2 separate regions of the Oryctolagus cuniculus genome follow, and region 1 is linked to region 2. Evidence: chromatin contacts called from public Micro-C data. All regions are on one chromosome and are shown on one strand. Each heading gives the region's core, a stretch centred on a gene start, on an enhancer-like site or on the middle of the called end of the contact. The rest is flanking DNA. Distances are from core to core; before and after follow the strand shown.

Region 1 (4,668 bases), core at 1,239-3,738, 390 kb before region 2:
GCCGCAGGCATTGGAGGCTGAGGTTAGAGGTTGATGCCCAGGAGGTAGTCTAAGTGGCAGGTGGAAACAGCATTTGAAGGCAACCTGCAGATGTGCCTGTGCCCGGACTCGTAGAGGCCCTGACACCCTGGGTCCCAGTGTATAGGGAAAACAGCCTGCAAGGTCAGGAAAAGAGACCTCACGGCGTGGAGGCCAAGGGCAATGGAAAACTGGTTCAGGACGAGGACAGCGAGCCGGGTACCTGGAGCACCAGTCCTGTTGAAAGCAGTCTGTCCATGTGGGACAGGTCTTGTGTCGGTGGTGCTAGGGCATAAATGTGCAGGGTGAAAGCTGTCTGACAGGGGGCTGCACCATGCAGTCTGCAGGGAGGGGTACACCTTGCAGTCACGGAGGGAAGCGTTTCATTGGGGTGGCGCCCAGGTTAATCCTGTGGCTGTGGCCCTGGGAGAAGCCCTGTAGGGTTCAGCAAGGTAGTGCCGTGGCTCCTGAGCAAGAGTTTCTGCAGTGCGTCTCCAGGTCTCCGCCTCTTTAACACGTTGGGATGTCTATTCCTGTGACAGAGCTTGAACTGAAAATTGTTCAGAGGGAGTTGTTGAAGAGGGAGGGGCATGAAGTCTGGATGTGGGAACGTCAGGAATGGAGAGTGGCTTTCGCCAGCCATTGTCTCCCTTGCCCATGTTCTCCTTGTGGTATTGATGCTTACTTAAAAAAAAATATTTATTTATATGAAAGAGAGATATTTTCTACCCACTGGATCATTCCACAAATGGCCACAATGACCAGTGCTAGTCCAGGCAGAAGCCAGGAGCCAGGAGCTTCTTCTGGGTCTCCCATGTGGGTGCAGGGCCCCAATCACTTGGGCCATCTTCCACTGCTTTCCCAGGTGCATTAGCAGGGAACTGGATTGGAAGTGAAGCAGCCAGGACTCAAATTGGCGCCCCAGTGGGATGCCGGTGCTGCAAGTCACAGCTTGACCTGCTGTGCCATGGTGCCAGCCCCAGTGATGTTTATATTTTAAATTTTAATCTTTTGAAGTTTTTTTTTTTTCTTCCCTCTTCCAGGAGATGGTAAATGGACAGAGCCTTTAGAGCTAGGCTGCAATATCACAACTCACCAGTAGGTGTCATCATCTCATAAATGATTGATCCCACTCAGCATTCCTTTGTTTAAAGCTTTATACAATAAATGTTTTATTTTTGTCTCACCTATATTTTGAATTGACATTTCATAATTATAAGTTTTAAACTCATACTAGCTCAAGTAAATATTTGGATAATATTTTAATATATGGTGAGTTGGTAAACACATGTTGGGATAAGAAAAAAATATTGTTTGAGTATTTTGCTTTCATTTGTTTTGTTTCCTTTGTTTTCATTTTTTTCCTCCCTAATAACATTTTCACCATCACAGAAAGTTGTTTTTTTTTTTTTTTTTGACAGGCAGAGTGGACAGTGAGAGAGAGAGACAGAGAGAAAGGTCTTCCTTTGCCGTTGGTTCACCCTCCAATGGCCGCCGCGGCCAGCGCGCTGTGGCCGGCGCACCGCGCTGATCCGATGGCAGGAGCCAGGAGCCAGGTGCTTTTCCTGGTCTCCCATGGGGTGCAGGGCCCAAGCACCTGGGCCATCCTCCACTGCACTCCCTGGCCACAGCAGAGGGCTGGCCTGGAAGAGGGGCAACCGGGACAGAATCCGGAGCCCCGGCCGGGACTAGAACCCGGTGTGCCGGCGCCGCTAGGCGGAGGATTAGCCTAGTGAGCCGCGGCGCCGGCCCACCATCACAGAAAGTTTTGTTGAGCAACGCTGGTATGGACTAAACTGAAGTTGTTTTTGAAAGAATCTGCAGACATGCATCTAAGTTCAGGATCTTGTGTTTTGTATATTTTTTAAAAGTTAAAAAAGTAGGAATTTTTTTTTTGCAATACTGTATTATCAGTTTTAGAGATATTTTTATATTAGGGCACAACATTAGCAATAAAATTGAAAGAAAACAAGGATAATGGTTAGTTGTATATATATGTAAATATATATACAGTAGCTCAGTATTTAAAAATCTAATAGCATTACTTGAGAACTAGATATGCTTACTGTTTCATAATTGTGCATATTCTGATTGAAATCTGGAAATACCGTGTTGATTATATGAGTCTTAGACTCTCAACTCCCCTTGTGGCTGAGGTCAACTGGTTCTACTCTATGTAGTATCTCATATATATTATTCCCACACGTCCCAGTTTGGATATTCATCTGAAGTAGTAGGCACAACATTGTGTGTCCTTACTCACTGGATAAGAAAAGGAGAGAAAAATCTTCAGTTTCCTTTGGCTGTTGCTGGCTCAGAAGCCTCATTATTTCCTGTGTGTTCTGACCTGATACAATCTCAGGTACTCGGTGACTGGCTTTAATGAACCCTGTCTAGCGGTCAGGCAGTGGTCCCTGTTCCATTCGGTGCTGTGAAAGGCAGAAGACATGTGACTGTGCATGTGAACACTCTGTGCGGATTAGAGCTGCAGGGCATGGCTGGGGAGACGCGGGCTGCCAAGCCACGGAGGCGGCTCTGCCAGCAGCGGCATGTGATTATGTAACGCCTGCAGTGTCTGGCACCGTGCTCCACTGGAGACCCGTCACGTGGCCTGCAATGCTCTTGGCCCTGAAATTCAATTAGGTTGCTTTGAGGGATCCGTGAGTCTGCATGAGATAAGCTTTTACTGCGCTATACTAGAAAGCAAATGGGTTGATTAGCTGCACACAAATTGATAAATTACCATTGTAGTTCCTGCAAGGATATTTGCATTATATACACATCACCATGCCACTGAAGAGCAGAATTTTAACCATTATGTAACCTGGACAAATAATGTGAGAGGGAAAAAAACATCAGCCCTGATGACTACCGAAAAATATTTTCTTACAGACATTTAGCAATATTTTTTTTTGGTTTGTTTGTTTTTAAATAGATTTTGCTATTTTGTTTTTGGAGAATCTGATTAAAAGGCTGCCAGCAGTTTTCTTTTTCTGTTTTTTTTTTTTTTTTTTTTTTTTTTTTAATGTGACGACATGATCTATGAATGTGACTGAAGAAATTGATAGAGTAATGATTTGGAGCAGGGCGTGGGGACAGCAGTGAGAAGGGATTTTCAATGGGTGTTCAGATCTTAAGCAGAATTTTTTTCTTTGTGACGATGTAGCTGATCATTATAAGGGACTGGGAACTATCAAAGATTAACCCCATGTTGCTTGGCTGAGCTCTTGTGGTAACTTTTCTCAAAAGCAGATCTGGGCTGGATGAAAAAGGTCACAGCAGGTGCAGTGAAATTGGGGCTTGGGAAAGAAGTTGAGGGTGATTATCATACTAGGGTCTTGGAGCCACTGGGAACCAATCGAAATCCATGATGTGGAATTGGTTTTCCTGAAGCACTCTACCCTCATTTTCCTCCAGCTGGGATTTAAGTTTGGTTAAGTTTAGAACCAAAGACACAGGTGAGGAGTTCGTGTTGACTGGGGTCCGATGGACACTGAATTGGAACCAAAGGTGCTGAGACGGTGTGTGGTGTGCTTTTCTGTCTCTTGGACCAGCAGGGCTCAGGCACTTGGCTCTGTGGATTTGGGTAAAGTGGTTGTGCACTCTGGCAGAACTGGTGCTGCTGTGGCGTTTTCCTTTGCTCCAAAAGGGCTTCACTTTTTTTTTTTTTTTTTTTTTTAAATCATGTGAGACCTTCTAACAGTGGAGTTGGAGGGCTGAAAAGACAAGGAGTTGGAAATGCCAATGGCCATGATTTGATCAGCACATGCTGTGCGGATGCGTTCAACTATCACATTGTGCTCCATAAACATGCACAGCTATTATGTGTGAATCTCAGAATGTGCAAACCCTTGTGGAATGGAAGGCAGAAGCATACATTTATAAAACCATTTTTATATTGATTACATGTTAAAATTTTTAAAAATAATAATTACTAGCATGAAAAAAAGAAAACCTTATTAAAAACTTGCTTAATGAAGTCTCATATACTCTGATTTAACATGACTGGATATTTAAGAGTGGGCATCTCTACTTTCCCATTCATTTAATTTTTCCTACTGTCTACAGTTCTGTATATATATATATATATATATATATATATATATGCACACATATAAATATTCAGTTTACACAAGGGAGAAACTGAGGCACAGGGTGGAATGAGGAACTGCCCAGGGCCACATTGCTAGGCAGTCACTATATACCAGCTCCAAAATGGAGCTCAAGTGTTCACATCCTGCTTGGCTAACGGTCCCCAAGTGCTGGCACAGGCTGGTGCCAGGTCCACATTTCAAGGAAATTTTGTTTAATAACACCTAGAGTGAAAGGCTGGTTTTTTAATATATAGTATGCAAGGGGATCACTACGCAGTTCATGCAGATTGTGTAATGAAAAAACTGGGCATGGATTTCAAAACTCTTTGCCCCGAGAATAAATTTATCTTTTAATTCCATTTCTCACACACTTTTGAACTACCCTGCTGGCTTCTAAACAGCTTCCCAGATGATTCCCGTGTTAACAGTGGGAGTGATGGCTGCTTCGTGTCTGATTTTGAGCTGCAGACATGACATTAGGACATCTCTGTGTTGGACTTCTGATATAGTTGGAGACACACACATGCACACACACACAGAGGGTTCCTCCTGTATA
Region 2 (4,510 bases), core at 1,094-3,593:
GAATAACGAAGGAGATCACACGTTGGCAAAGAGCGCGTCGACAGCCCGAGCTTGCATCAGCAGCGGAAAGGTGTGGAAAAGGAAAACAAAAAATGTTGGCTGTGGGAAGAGGGACGCTTGGAGCGGAACGCAGGGGAAGACAAGTTTTTGTGAAAGCTTCATTTGCGGGCACAGCGCCTGCTTGAAATCGTGGGGCGTTCACCTGCTCACGGAACCCTAGATGCTCAGGGCTCCGGTCCGGGTCCCTCCTGCCCCAACCAGTTGTGGGGCAGCCCTGGACTTGGCCCTCGGATTTGCCCTGCAGGATGCCTGCGTGCTGTCTCGCTGCTCCAGCGGCCCCGCCAGGATGCAAGGATCCTGTCTTCATTGCGTTCTCCCTATATATTCATCGTTTGTGAAGTGGCGTTCTGGAACAAAATTTTACACACACACACACACACACACACTCCCCTCTACAAGGGGCTGGGGTCCTGAATTTTCAATTATTCACTTTAGTGACCTCACCTCCCCCCCCCCGCCCCGCCCTTCCCCCCTTTCACTTTTTGGTGCGTTAAGAAGCAGAGGAAAAAATGACACAGTGCCGCAGGGAGAAGCCGCTCTTAGGGTTCCAACTTGCCCTCCTCATCAGAGGGAATTAATCATCTAGCCGCTTGGAAACCGGGGGAAGAGCGGATCGGGTTTTGAAATAAAAGCAGCATTTTTTTTTAAATGCCTTTTCACTTTGTATGCTGATTCCGCTGCCTATTTGGTGCAGAGCACGTCCCCCGCTGGAGAAGCTGAAGCCCGGCCAGAAGCCTCCCACGGGAACCCGGCGGCCCGCGAGCGTCTCCTCCCGCCGGGGTGAGCCCGGGCCGCCGGCGCGCGAGTCACGAAGCCAGACGCGGCGCGCGTCTCCGCCCCGGACCCGGGAGACTGCAGCAGCGCGGCGCGGCCGCGGCCCGGGCGGCTCCCGGAGGCGGGGAGGAGACGCGACTCCCGCAGCCACGTGACTCGCGCTCGCCGCGACCCAGATCCGCGCCCGGAACCCGCGCGCGGCGGGGCGGGCCGGGGGACACGTAGCGACGGCCCCCTTCCCTGCTGCGCCCCGGTGCGTGTGCAGGCGGCGTCCGCCTCCCCGGGGCTCACGTGCCACTGGCCGTCACCAGTGTTTTCGCAGATGACCGGGGAGAGTGTAAATATTGGGCTGGGCGCAGGAACAGCCCGCGGGAGATCCACATTTGTTTATATATGTATGGCTACATAAACTGTCAGCAGCGTTATCTGTGAACGTGCGTCATGAGACAGGAGCTGGCGGCAGCGGGGCCGCAGACCCGGGAGTCCCGCAGGACGCGCTCTCCGCGGCCTCCAAGGCCCCCCAGCCGGGCGCGGCGCGGCGCGGCGCGGGCAGTGCGCGTCTCCCGGCGACTCCCGCTGGCCGTGAGTCACGCTCGCGGGTGGCTCCGGCGAGAGGTGGCGCGGCCCGTGCTTCCCCGCGCCCCGCGCCGCGGCTGCAGGGCGCGCGCGCGCACGGGTTCCCCGCGCAGTGATGTGGCAGCGCGGCAGGTCGGCTCACGTTGCTGGCCCTGTGCTGGTACCCGCCGGAGACGGGATTAAGGAGGGAGGCTGTGGAGGTGCCAGCGGTAGTATGCGTGGGCTCTGCACACGCCCGGCGTGGCTGATCGCACGCGGGCGCCGCCCGGGGCGCGGGGGGCTGGCGGGCGGCAACTGCCGCACTGCCGGAGCCCCCGCCTCCTCCCGCCCCGGCCCCCCGCCCGCGCTCCTCCGGGAGCCCACGGGGCCCCGGGCGGCGTCAGCTGCGGCTGTGATGAGTGGCACCGCAATTCCGGCCGCTGCGGGAAGTTTAGGTGGCCCAGGGACACTCGGTCCCAGTGACTGCGTTTTCATGCATCTGAAGCCCTTCAGGGGGCCGGGGGCTGATGCCCAGTTGCCCCCTTTCCTGGGGCGGGGGGTGAGGGGAACCTGCCCCCAGCGCCCAGGGGTCCTCCCTTCCAGGCCGCTGAGCGGGGGCGCAAAGTCTGCAGCTTTCTTTCGGGCCTGGAGTGGGACCCGCCGCGAAGGCTCTTTCTCTTTTCCTTTCTCCGCTCCAAGCCAGCGGCACAGTCGGTGGAAAGCGAAAAAAATAAAAAATTAAAAAAAAAAAAAAGCCACGTTCACGTTTCTGCACCGTAATGACGGACGCACGGGGAGAGTCGCGTTTCCGAGCCGGGGAAGCGGGGCCGCCCCGCACCCCCCGCGCCCTCCCCGCCCCTCCCCCCCCGCCGCCTGCAGCGCCTCCGGGGAGACGAAGCGCTTGGCCGAAGTTGTTTTTCCTTTCCGGTGGCCCTGGTCAGGTGTCCCCGCCCCCTCCCGCCGCCGTGTCCCGCCGCCCCCTCCCGGCGCGGCCCCTCCTCGCCCGCCCCCCTCCGGGCTGGACCGCGGATGGTACGTTCCGCACGTGAGCTGGGTGCTGGTCTGGCCGGCGACGCGCGTGCCCTGTGGCCAAACACTGCCCGGAGTGAGAGCAAAGTAGCCGCGCAGCGGGGCCGGGCGAGGGTGCGTGCGCGCGTGTGTGCGCGCGTGTGTGCGAGCGGGCGGGCGGGCGGCGCGGGGGGGCCCGCTGCTTCACACTTTCCACACCGCACTGAAGAGGGAGAGCGAGCGAGCGAGAGAGCGCCTGGAGACGCGCGGATCCCCCCGAACCGAAGCCGAGGCCACGGACCGCTCGAACATGGACGAAGGAATTCCGCATTTGCAAGAGAGACAGTTACTGGAACATAGAGATTTTATAGGGTAAGGTGCACGCACCCTTGCGAATCCCTGTCTAGGCTTCGGTCTGATTTTTTTTTTTAATTTTTAAATTTTTTTGCTGCTTTTCCAGAAAGTGGTATGGAGCGGGCGAGGGCAGAACCCCTTCCCGAATGGTGCCTGATTGCTGATTTCTGTTTTTGCAGACTGGACTATTCCTCTTTGTATATGTGCAAGCCCAAAAGGGGCATGAAACGAGACGACACCAAGGTAAGTCTAAGTTTCCCATGTTTCGCATAACCTGCCTGGATAGTTAATTAGGGCCATTGATTTCACAGGGAAGCTCTGCCCAACTGAATTTTAAGTAGCCTTACTGGCTGTTCTCAGGGGGATACCAAACATCATACCTGAATTTAAATCGCATTTCAGAACAGTCCAGAAGAAAAGAGATTTCTTGGGCATAGTTTATCACATAAGTATGGGGGGGACGCTGGGGTAGGGGGATGTTGTACCCAGAAAGTGAATATTCAGCTTACTGTTTTTTTTCCCTCTCCCACGCCTCGCACACATTAAGGATACCTACAAATTACCGCACAGATTGATAGAAAAGAAAAGAAGAGACCGAATTAATGAGTGCATCGCTCAGCTGAAAGATTTACTGCCTGAACATCTGAAATTGACAGTAAGACGCACATTTCCACGCTCTGGTGCTCTCCAAGGGCGTGTGGGTAGCCTGGGAGGACTCCCGGAGGGAGAGGAATCAATGTAAATATTCCAGGCCTGCCATACAACTTGTGCCGTAGACTCAGAGTAGGGCTCCCAGCTAAGGCAGGCAGGCAGGCATTTCTAACCTGGCCGCTGGGACGCAGGCTCAGGAAGCGTACGCCTTCCAAGTGTGCGCCCGAGTTGCTGTGCTGGGGGGAGCTCAGCCGAGGAAGCCGGATGTGTGGGGTTTTTTTTTTTGGGGGGGGGTAGGTAACCAAGTGCCCCCTTCTTTTTTGTTTTGCTCCGCTGCAGACCCTGGGGCATCTGGAGAAAGCCGTAGTCTTGGAATTAACTTTGAAACACTTGAAAGCTTTAACAGCCTTAACCGAACAGCAGCATCAGAAAATCCTCGCTTTGCAGAATGGTAAGCGCGGCCCGGGGGTGGGGGGAGGCCAGCCCGGCCTGCAGGGCAGCCCCGGGCGCAGCGGGCTTCGCACGCCCCGCCCCCACCCCTTCCCCAGGCCCGCGAGCTCGCTACCGTGGGCTCCGTGGCCGAGACGGTGCCGTCCCCGGGAGGGGCCCGTTTCCCCGGTGCATCACCCTAGGGAAGGCGCCGGGTTGTATTCCAGTGGCGGCTGCGCCCTGTCTTACTTCGGGGTCTTGGCTGCGAGCAGCGCGCCTCCCCGCACGCCACCCCCGCCGCCCTCCTCCTCCTCCTCCTCCTCCTCCTCCCCCCGGCAGCCGGCGGAGGAGAAGCCCAGGTCCCCTCAGTCGGCGCAGGGCCCACGTGACTGGCAGATGCTTCACCGGCTGTGTTTTCCTTGCCTCCCTCCATGCCTCTGCCCCGCACCCCCACCCCACGCCCACCCCAGGGGAGCGGTCTCTGAAGTCGCCCATTCAGTCCGACCTGGACGCGTTCCACTCGGGATTTCAAACCTGCGCCAAAGAAGTCTTGCAATACCTCTCCCGCTTCGAGAGCTGGACCCCCAGGGAGCCGCGCTGCGTCCAGCTCATCAACCACTTGCACGCCGTGGCCACCCAGTTCCTGCCCACCCCGCCGGCGTTGACTCAACAGGTCCCC

The links. A called contact is a pair of places that touch in the nucleus more often than the background predicts.
Region 1: a Micro-C map of ear pinna shows a contact between it and region 2, with 6 times the contacts expected there. The contact joins the enhancer-like site here to the promoter of BHLHE41 in region 2. A contact is called at or near these places in 5 of 6 Hi-C or Micro-C datasets (ear pinna, embryonic fibroblasts, psoas muscle and 2 more).

What each region holds. Positions count from the first base shown.
Region 1 is chr9:123,741,046-123,745,713 of mOryCun1.1, reverse strand. The region is part of intron 37 of ITPR2 (inositol 1,4,5-trisphosphate receptor type 2); the gene reads left to right. Among named protein-coding and RNA genes, the nearest start is that of SSPN, 330 kb to the right of the region's middle. Within about 2 kb of position 2,488, at least 5 of the 8 cell types and tissues checked have an H3K27ac peak or open chromatin away from gene starts, as enhancers often do. A contact at or near this core is called in ear pinna, where this site is marked.
Region 2 is chr9:123,347,679-123,352,188 of mOryCun1.1, reverse strand. It overlaps BHLHE41 (basic helix-loop-helix family member e41), which reads left to right and starts at 2,343. Exons shown (of 5, transcript XM_051850356.2): 1 at 2,343-2,769; 2 at 2,931-2,994; 3 at 3,299-3,406; 4 at 3,742-3,853; 5 at 4,302-4,510. The coding sequence starts at 2,708. LOC108176986 (a long non-coding RNA gene) reads left to right here. Exons shown (of 3, transcript XR_001793695.3): 3 at 1-709.